2 separate regions of the Macaca mulatta genome follow, and region 2 is linked to region 1. Evidence: chromatin contacts called from public Hi-C data. All regions are on one chromosome and are shown on one strand. Each heading gives the region's core, a stretch centred on a gene start, on an enhancer-like site or on the middle of the called end of the contact. The rest is flanking DNA. Distances are from core to core; before and after follow the strand shown. Region 1 overlaps BCL2L1 (BCL2 like 1). Region 2 holds the start of BCL2L1 (BCL2 like 1).

Evidence for each region. A called contact is a pair of places that touch in the nucleus more often than the background predicts.
Region 2: a Hi-C map of CD4 T cells shows a contact between it and region 1, with 3 times the contacts expected there. The contact joins the promoter of BCL2L1 here to the enhancer-like site in region 1. A contact is called at or near these places in 7 of 14 Hi-C or Micro-C datasets (CD4 T cells, blood, cortical neurons and 4 more).

Annotation. Positions count from the first base shown.
Region 1 is chr10:84,496,192-84,500,971 of T2T-MMU8v2.0, forward strand. The region is part of intron 2 of BCL2L1 (BCL2 like 1); the gene reads right to left. Among named protein-coding and RNA genes, the nearest start is that of COX4I2, 43 kb to the left of the region's middle. Within about 2 kb of position 2,125, at least 20 of the 40 cell types and tissues checked have an H3K27ac peak or open chromatin away from gene starts, as enhancers often do. A contact at or near this core is called in CD4 T cells, blood and cortical neurons, where this site is marked.
Region 2 is chr10:84,546,056-84,550,522 of T2T-MMU8v2.0, forward strand. BCL2L1 (BCL2 like 1) reads right to left here and starts at 2,037. Exons shown (of 3, transcript NM_001260717.1): 1 at 1,804-2,037; 2 at 844-1,519. The coding sequence starts at 1,407.

The DNA of each region.
Region 1 (4,780 bases), core at 875-3,374:
TCCCAGGTTCAAGCAATTCTTCTGCCTTAGTCTCCCAAGTAACCTGGGATTACAGGTGCCCGCCACCACACCTAGCTAATTTTTTGTATTTTTAGTAGATGTGGGGTTCCACCATGTTGGCCAGGCTGGTCTGGAACTCCTGACCTCAGGTGATCCACCTGCCTTGGCCTCCCAAAGTGCTAGGATTAAAGGCATGAGCCACCGCACCCAGCCCTTACTTGTTAACAGTAATAAAATACTTTAGGAGCTGAGGCAGGAGGATTGCTTGAGTCCAGGAGTCTGAGACCAGCCTGGGCAACATAGGAGGACCCTGTCTCTACAAAAAAATTTAAAAAAAGAAAAAAAATTTAGCTGGGTGTGGTGGTATGCATCTATGGTCCCAGCTACTGGGGAGGCTGAGGAGGATCTCTTGAGCCTGGGAGGTCAGGGCTGCAGAGAATCGTGTTTGGGCCACTGCACTCCAGCCTGGGCAACAGAGTGAGACTCTGTTTCAAAAAAACAAAAGATAAACAAACAAAAAACTATTATTATGACAGCTGACCATTACCAAACATTTCAGTGTTCTACCTGTGCTGGGCACTGAGCTGAAGCACTCTATGCACACTAGGCCATATTTCCCAATTACATGTATAATCATCATATTCACTTGAGAGATTATTTTTTGTTCTGTCTCCCCCACTTCACTGTGTGTGGCTTTGTCACCTGTATCTCTAGAACCTGGTGCTATACTTGGAACACAGCAGATGCCATTTTAAGTGAAACTATTTTAGAAGAACAAATGAATGCTTTCTTTTGATCCTCATAACACTTATCAATAGCCCCATTTTACAGATGTGAAAATGGAGGCTCCAGAGTTTACCCAAGATCCCTATCTAGGAAGTGGCAAGAGTGGGATCTGAGTTCTGGCCTCACACCATCCTTTTTTTTTTCTTTTAATCTACCCAAGATAGTACTTCATTCACACTCATTCTGACGTCCAATCTTGCCATCTTAGACCCTGCTATCTCTACCCACAGAAAACCTGACTTCCTTAGTGACTGCAGCAGCAGCGCACACTTCCTGAGCACATACCCTGTAAGGTACTCTTCTTGGTTTTTTTGTAGACTAGTTCATTAGTTGTCTCTACACTCTGTCAGTGGGTACTACCATTAACCCATATAGCTGATGGACATGCGGCCCAGATGATTTGTGAATTGCTCAAGGCCATGTAGTGAGCTGATGACCTAACTGGGATATCTACACCAGCGATCTGGTTCCAGTGCCTTTACTCCTAACATTGATGCAGCACTCTGCTCAGTTTCTAAAGGACGATCATGGGCCAGGTCCATGTACTTCTGTGGCTGAATAAGGCCTTCATTCTAAGTCCAGGTAACCCGAGGCTCAGAGATACTGAGACCTAGCTAAAGTAGATAAGTGGCAGCCAGGTGTGGTGGCTCACACCTGTAATCCCAGCATCTTTGAGAGGTCAAGGTGGGCAGACTGCTTGAGCTCAGGAGTTCGAGACCAGCCTGGGCAACATGGTGAGACTCCATCTCTATAAGAAAAATCTTAGAAATTTAGCTGAGTGCGTTGGCATGCACCTATAGCCCCAGCTACTCAGGGGACTGAAGTGGGAGAATTGAGGCCGGGAGGTTGAAACTGCAGTAAGCTGTGATCGCACCATTGCACTCCAGCCAGGGCAATAGAATGAGACCCCGTCTCAAAAAAACAAAAACGGGGGAAGCCATTTTTAAGCCCCAGTATGTTTGGCAGCAAACCCCATATTCTGGGCCAGCGCCATGGCCCTGGGTCTGTCAAGGAGGGTAAAGTAGCCCAAGGCCATCAGCTGAATGAATAAGCACTGGCTCCCGCCAGCTGAGGGGAACTGGTGCCACAGGAAAAGGATGTGACGAAGACCAGGAGGGAAAGTGAAACCCTTCCGTCCTGGCTTCAGTGAGGAACAAGCATGCCTGTGCCAGACGAACCCTTCCTTCCTCTTGGGTGACTCTGGAGGGCCCAGGCCCACTGCTTCCTTCCTGCTTGGTTATTTCAGGAAAGAGGTAGGTGGAGAAGAGGAAGGGGCTACTCTACTAGCAGCCAGGGAAAGTGCCAGAGACACCAGGACTGTACCTTGTCCTGTCCTCCTCACATCCTTGCATTGGCAGGCTGTGGGTCACCTGCAGAGTCACCTTCTGCACCTGGCCTCAGTTTCCCTGAGGGAGAGGCTGATAAATGCATACTGAATAGACAAACATGGCCTTGCTAGATCGCTGGGAGATGGTAGGAAGGGGGTAGGGCAAACGGAGAGGCCTTATCACTCTCGTGGCAGGGAGTTGCAGGCGGAGACTCGAAAGAAGTGAGGTTTGTGGTTGGAATCCACTTCCTCTGGTTTTCCTAGGGGAGCTGTTGGCTCCCGAGATGTGAGAAGAACATGGCCTTTCTCCTCTCCCCCACGGAAACATAGGTCTGGAGGTAGGCAACTTGGAGAAGCAGCTCAGTGGAGGCAGTGGCAAAGAGAGGGGTGGCGAGACTGTGTTGGGGTCAACACCTCAGTCCAGCCGGCCCAGCTATGGGTGTCACAGCAAGCCTTTGGCATCTGAGCCTCAGTTTCTCCTGCCTTGACCTCCCTAGCAGTAGTGGTGAGATCAGGGGGTGTCATAGAGGGCTCAAGCCATCTGGGCTATAGGGAATATTTGGTGCTTTCCTCACAACAAACTTCATGTTTCTCTTCCTCCAACTCTGACCCGTTCAGTTCAGCTGCCAGCCTCTCCTCCTCCACCTCCTCCCCCACCATTAGTTCTAAGAAGCTGTGCCTGACTGATGCACTTGCATTTCTCAGAAAAGGAAGCGGCTGTGCCGGGAGGAGATAACACCTCTGCTGGGGAATCGAGAAAGCTATCAGGCCCAGCAGTGCGAGTGTGGGCTCTCCATCTCTCTAGCTCAGAACCAGGGTGATGGGCCTGGGGGCAAAGAGAGAGAATTCAGAAAAGCATTTACTGGGGGCAGAGATGCTCTTTGGGGGCTCACAACCTCCTTCCCTTGAAGTGACAGTGATAAAACAGCTGATATTTACTAAGTACCAGGCATGGTGCTAAGTGCTTCGTCTGTAAGAATTTGCTTAATCCTCACAATAATCCCAAGTGAGTACATGCTGTTATTACTCTCCAGCTTACAGATGAGGAAACAGAGGCAGAGAGGACAAGTCACCCTCCCAAGGTCATAGAGGCCACAAGTGGTAGAGTTGGGATTTGAATACAGGTAGTCTGTCTCCAGAGTCCAAACATTTAACCGTTCCTGGGTGGCTGCTATGTGCTCATATGGGTTCATCCCCTGGGATTCTGATGCCTCCCCTCATCTCAACCCTTTCATTTCAACCCTGGTGACTCCCTGTTCTTTTGTAAGTAGATGGCCACAGCCCTCCATTCTTCTCCCAATGTCCAGGGTGAGAAAGACCAATACTCATCCTTGGAACAGAGTCGGAGACTCCAGTGACCTTACAGCATGCCCATCCAACATTCCATGTAATACTCAAGCTCATCATGAACACCCCCATTTCAAAGACGGGGTTCAGAAGGGTGGAGTGCTGAAGTCCCACAGTGGGTCTGTTTCATCCTGATGGTCCACACGCATGGGATTTGGTAGTCATCTCTAGGGCATTCTCTCCTTATGCACTTATGGAGAGCTCCCTCCTTCCTGGGTGGGGCATTTCATCTTCGGACAGCCCCATTGGAAAACTCTTCCCTGTTAGGGAGCTGATGCTCATCTCCCTCTATCTCCCTTGACTGGCTGGTCTTAATTCTGCTCTCTCTCCTCTGCTGCTCTCCTCCAAGTATCAGTTTCCTCATTTGTGAAACGGAGGTGCTATCTGGATGAAGGCAATTAATTTCGACTTCTCTATCAAGTTGGGCTGCCGGAGCACAGAGCAGCCAGAGAACCAATAAAATTTGCAAACTAGATTAAGATATTTTGCTTTTGACCTCATCTGTAAAATGGGGATTAAAAATGTCCTTATTTCTTCCTTTTTTTTTTTTTTTTCTTGAGACAGAGTCTTACTCTGTCGACCAGGCTGGAGTACAGTGGCACAATCTTGGCTCACTGTAACTTCTGCCTCCCATGTTCAAGTGATTCTCCCACCTCAGCCTCCCAAGTAGTTGGGACTACAGGTATGCGCCACCACGCCTGGCTAATTTTTTTGTATTTTTAGTAGAGACTGGGTTTCACCATGTTGGTCAGGCTGGTCTCGAACTCCTGACCTCAAATGATCCACCCACCTCGGCCCCCTAAAGCGCTGAGATTACAGGCATGAGCCACTGCGCCTTGCCCAAAATGACCTTATTTCAAAAGAATACCACGAGGATTCAAATTAATACATGTAAAGGTCTTAGACCTGTGTGTGGCACATAGTTAACTTTGAGCAAATGTCTGATTTATTGTTCTTACTAGTAGACCATGGCTCAGCTTGTGTCTCAGAGCCTTCTCTATGGCCTACAAGGGCCTGCAGGGTTTTCTCAGCTTCACCTAGGGCCAGGCTGCTTCATTCCTCACATGCCATGTTCTGTTCAGACTCAGGACCTTTGCCCACACTAGTGGGCTTCTGCCAAGCTCTGTCCCACTTATCTCTGAGGTCTTAATCTACAGGTTACTTTCTCAAGGAGCCTAGCTGCTCACTTCCTCCCCCATCTGACCATGGGCTCTGTCCCCTAGGCCTTGCCCAGTGCTGGGTCCAGAGAAGGTGCTGAAGAGTATGGCTGAGTGGTGGACAGAGAGGAGGGAAGAGAAGAAAGGCCAGTTCCCACTTTCT
Region 2 (4,467 bases), core at 787-3,286, 50 kb after region 1:
TGGGAACTCCTGCCTGTGGCCATGCCCTAGTCTGAGAGAAGAGTGCCTTACACGGAAACTTTGAAATAAAGGGAACTTTTTTTTTTTTTTTTTTTTTTTTTTTGAGACGGAGTCTCGCTCTGTCCCCCAGGCTGGAGCGTAGTGGCCGGATCTCAGCTCACTGCAAGCTCCGCCTCCTGGGTTTACGCCATTCTCCTGCCTCAGCCTCCCAAGTAGCTGGGACTACAGGCGCCCGCCACCTCGCCCGGCTAATTTTTTGTATTTTTTTTAGTAGAGACGAGGTTTCACCGTGTTAGCCAGGATGGTCTCGATCTCCTGACCTCGTGATCCGCCCGTCTCGGCCTCCCAAAGTGCTGGGATTACAGGCTTGAGCCACCGCGCCCGGCCAAGGGAACTTGATTTGGAGAAGAGAAGCCCAGGATAGGACTGAGACCCCTAGGGGGAACAGATGGAGAGGTCTGTGGGTCACTGATACTCATCACCCTTTTGTGTGTGAACCATTGTATACGGTAAGGGAAACACCAAACTAACTTCCTACCCTCACAGGTTTGGGACTTAATGAACACATAGGCTATAATTTTCTTTGCTAAGAAACTGGAACACAAGTATGGAATAGTGGAGTCATGGGGGTGACCAGGGTAAAAGATGCCTGATCTCTGAAGCACCGGGTCATTTATATTTCCAGGGAGTTAACCTCTTGTCGTGAAATGAGATCAGGTTTCCTCAACTATCAATGTCTCCAACAATCACCCAACCTAACAGAAAGAGATACAGAAGAAGGGCAGTTGGGGATCTCTGACCAGAGGCCAAAGAAAAGGGACACACAAGGGGCTTGGTTCTTACCCAGCCGCCGTTCTCCTGGATCCAAGGCTCTAGGTGGTCATTCAGGTAAGTGGCCATCCAAGCTGCGATCCGACTCACCAATACCTGCATCTCCTTGTCTACGCTTTCCACGCACAGTGCCCCGCCGAAGGAGAAAAAGGCCACAATGCGACCCCAGTTTACCCCATCCCGGAAGAGTTCATTCACTACCTGTTCAAAGCTCTGATATGCTGTCCCTGGGGTGATGTGGAGCTGGGATGTCAGGTCACTGAACGCCCGCCGGTACCGCAGTTCAAACTCGTCGCCTGCCTCCCTCAGCGCTTGCTTTACTGCTGCCATGGGGATCACCTCCCGGGCATCCAAACTGCTGCTGTGGCCAGTGGCTCCATTCACCGCGGGGCTGTCCACCAGGTGCCAGGATGGGTTGCCATTGATGGCACTGGGGGTCTCCATCTCCGATTCAGTCCCTTCTGGGGCCTCAGTCCTGTTCTCTTCCACATCACTAAATTGACTCCAGCTGTATCCTTTCTGGGAAAGCTTGTAGGAGAGAAAGTCAACCACCAGCTCCCGGTTGCTCTGAGACATTTTTATAATAGGGATGGGCTCAACCAGTCCATTGTCCAAAACACCTGCTCACTCACTGAGTCTGGTCTCTGGTTAGTGATTCTCTTCTAAGATCCAAAGCCAAGATAAGATTCTGAAGGGAGAGAAAGAGCTTTAGGAAAAAAAAAAAATTAATATGCATGCCACTTACCCTAAACATCCCATTCCCCCTCCAGGTACCAGAACTGGTTTCTTTGTGGGTCTTACGAAGGTCTGGATCTAGGTTCCAAGATACTTCAATTAAGTCAAATCGAAAGCACCAGTGGACTCTGAATCTCCCACCAGCCTTTTCTACCCCCCTCTTCTCCGAAATGCCTTCCTCGGAAAGTCACCCCTTGGGCAGTCCCCCCCTCACTCCCCCTCCCCCGCACCACCTACATTCAAATCCGCCTTAGGCAAAGGCAGGCAGGTGCAGCCCCCGGAAGATCTTTTGTATCACAGGTCGGGAGAGGAGGTGGCTGCGGGAATGCCGGTAACTCAGCCGGCCTCGCGGCGGCTGGCAAAAAACCCAGCTCCGGCCGGAGGGATCATGCGACCTGGCAGGCTGGGAGCCCAGAAGGCGACACAGGAATTGCGAAGCTCAGGAACCAGCCCCCTCGCTTGCTTCCTCCTCCATCGCCCGGATCGAGGGCGGCCGCTCCGCAGCCGCGGCCTCCTGCCACCCGGGAGCCCAGCCCCCTCGCTCTTGCACGCCCCTTGGCTCTCCGCCTCCTACTGGGAGCCAGGAGAACTCTCCCGGAGGTGGCTGGTATGGATTTAGTTGTTTTTTTTTTTTTCCTTTCTTTTTTCTATTTAAGTACCAGCCCAGGGTGAGGTGGAGGCGTCCGAAACCCTGAAGGGACTTCTCAATGGGGTTCAAGGTTTCGGTGAGGGACGCAGGGAGGGGGAAACTGCCTCGGATCTGCGATCTGACTTTGGGAAGGCCACCCCCAGGCCTGTCTGGGAGGTTGAAGGCCGGAGACCCCCTACAAATGCCGCTGGTTTTCTTTGAATTCCCCAAAGGCCCTGAACGTGGCGGTGGGGAATTGCCGGGTCCTCCATTCCCCGCCCGGACACAATGGCCGCCGGCGCCCTGCACAAAGACTGGGTGAGGGTGAGGCGCTGGGCCTCTCCTCAGGTCAGGAAGAGGGGTCGAGGCCTGCTCGACGGCCCCACAGCTGAGACCACGTTTTCCTGGGGACAGGCCCAAAGTGGCTTCCTGGCGCCCCCGGGAGGGCTCCGGGGCCGGGGGCTGCACCTCTCCGGAGCCCAGGGTGGGCCGGTTGCGGCCTCGCGGCTTCTCGCGCTCACTAGGCCGGGTACCCGCCGAGCCACCGCCCCGTTGCTAAGCAACCGCCCTCCCCCGGGGGCGCCCCCTAGACCTTTCTAGGAGGAGGGGCCTCGCCCCCGGCGGTCCTCCCCAGCGCCGCCAATCAGCGAGCCTAGCCGGCACGGAAGCGGGACGGCGAAGGCTCCTATTGGGCGCAGCGGCTGTCAGGCACAGGGGAGGCGGCGCTCTCACCTGTGAGCCCCGCGAGCCGTGGGGGGCCACATCCCCCTTCATCGGCCCGGTAGCTTCCAGACGCGAGAGCTCTTCGCGGCCGAGTTCCGCGCCGCGGACCCGGGCCGGCCTACCTGGCTGCCGGCCTACCTGGCTGACTGCTCGTGCCGTCTCTCCCGAACAAGCCGGCCTCAGTTTCCCCTGAAGAGACGGGGGAACTTGCAAGCTCAGTCACTTCCGGTGCTGCGGCAACGCGCGCGAGCCCGAGACGCAAAGGGAGTGCGCGCCTTGAGTGACTGGCATCAGGACCGGGGAGAGATCGCCCCCTCGCGGTAGATCCGGGGAATCGGAAGGCGCAAAAAATCAACATTTATAATCACATTTCCATGTATTCATTAATTCAGTCAGTCAGTCAGTCATCAGTCAATCAGCCTATTTCATCCGTCCGTCAGTTTATATATAGAAGAAGCATCGCCTTGTGGTTAAGCACTTTGTCTGGATTCTAACTCTGCCAGTTAGGCAAGTTTCTCAACTGCTCTGCGCTTCAATGTCCTCAATTGTAAAATGGGTAATAGTACCAACCTCTCTCGTTGAGCTATTGTGATGATTTAAAAAGTTATTAATTGTAAAGTCCATAGGACAGGCCGGGCGTGGTGACTCACGCCTGTAATCCCAGCACTTTGGGAGGCCGAGGCCGGCGGATTACCTGAAGTCAGGAATTCAAAACCACCCTGCCCAACATGGTGAAACCCCGTCTCTACTAAAAATACAAAAAATTAGCTGGGCCTAGTGGCGCATGCTTGTAATCCCAGCTACTCGGGAGGCTGAGGCAGGAGAATCGTTTACAGGAGAATCACAGGCGTGAGCCACCGCGCCCGGCCAATTTCCTTACATCCTGAACCACACAGTGTGTTATCAAATGTTTTATCTTTGCCAATTAGATGGGTAAAAACCGAAGGCACTTTCATATTTCTTTTTTTTATTATGAATGAAGTTGAGCAATTTGTCATATTTTTTAGTCTTTCTTTGGAGGGTGGATCTTGTATTGGTGAATTCTCTTCATATTGTTTACCCCCTTTCCAGGTGGTCTTTCTGTTGAACTTTTTCCTCATTTGTTGTTGTTGTTGTTGTTTGTTTGAGACAGAGTCTTGCTCTGTTGCCCAGGCTGGAGTGCAGTGGTGCTATCTTGGCTGACTGTAAACTCTGCCCCCCAGGTTCAAGTGATTGTCCTGCCTCAGCCTCCCTAGTATCTGGGACTACAGGTGCACACCACCACGCCCAGCTAATTTTTGTATTTTTAGTAGAGACAGGGTTTCACCATTTTGGCCAGGCTGGTCTCCAACTGCTGACCTCAGGCGATCTGCCTGCCTCAGCCTCCCAAAGTGCTGGGATTATAGGCCTGAGCCACCGTGCCTGGCCTTTTTTTTTTTTTTTTTTTTTGAGACAGGGTCTGTCTGTCACTCAGTGTGCAGTGCAATGGTGTGATCTCAGCTCACAGCAGCCTTGACCTCCCCATCCCAGGTGATCCTCCCACCTCAGCCTCCCCAGTAGTTGTGAATACA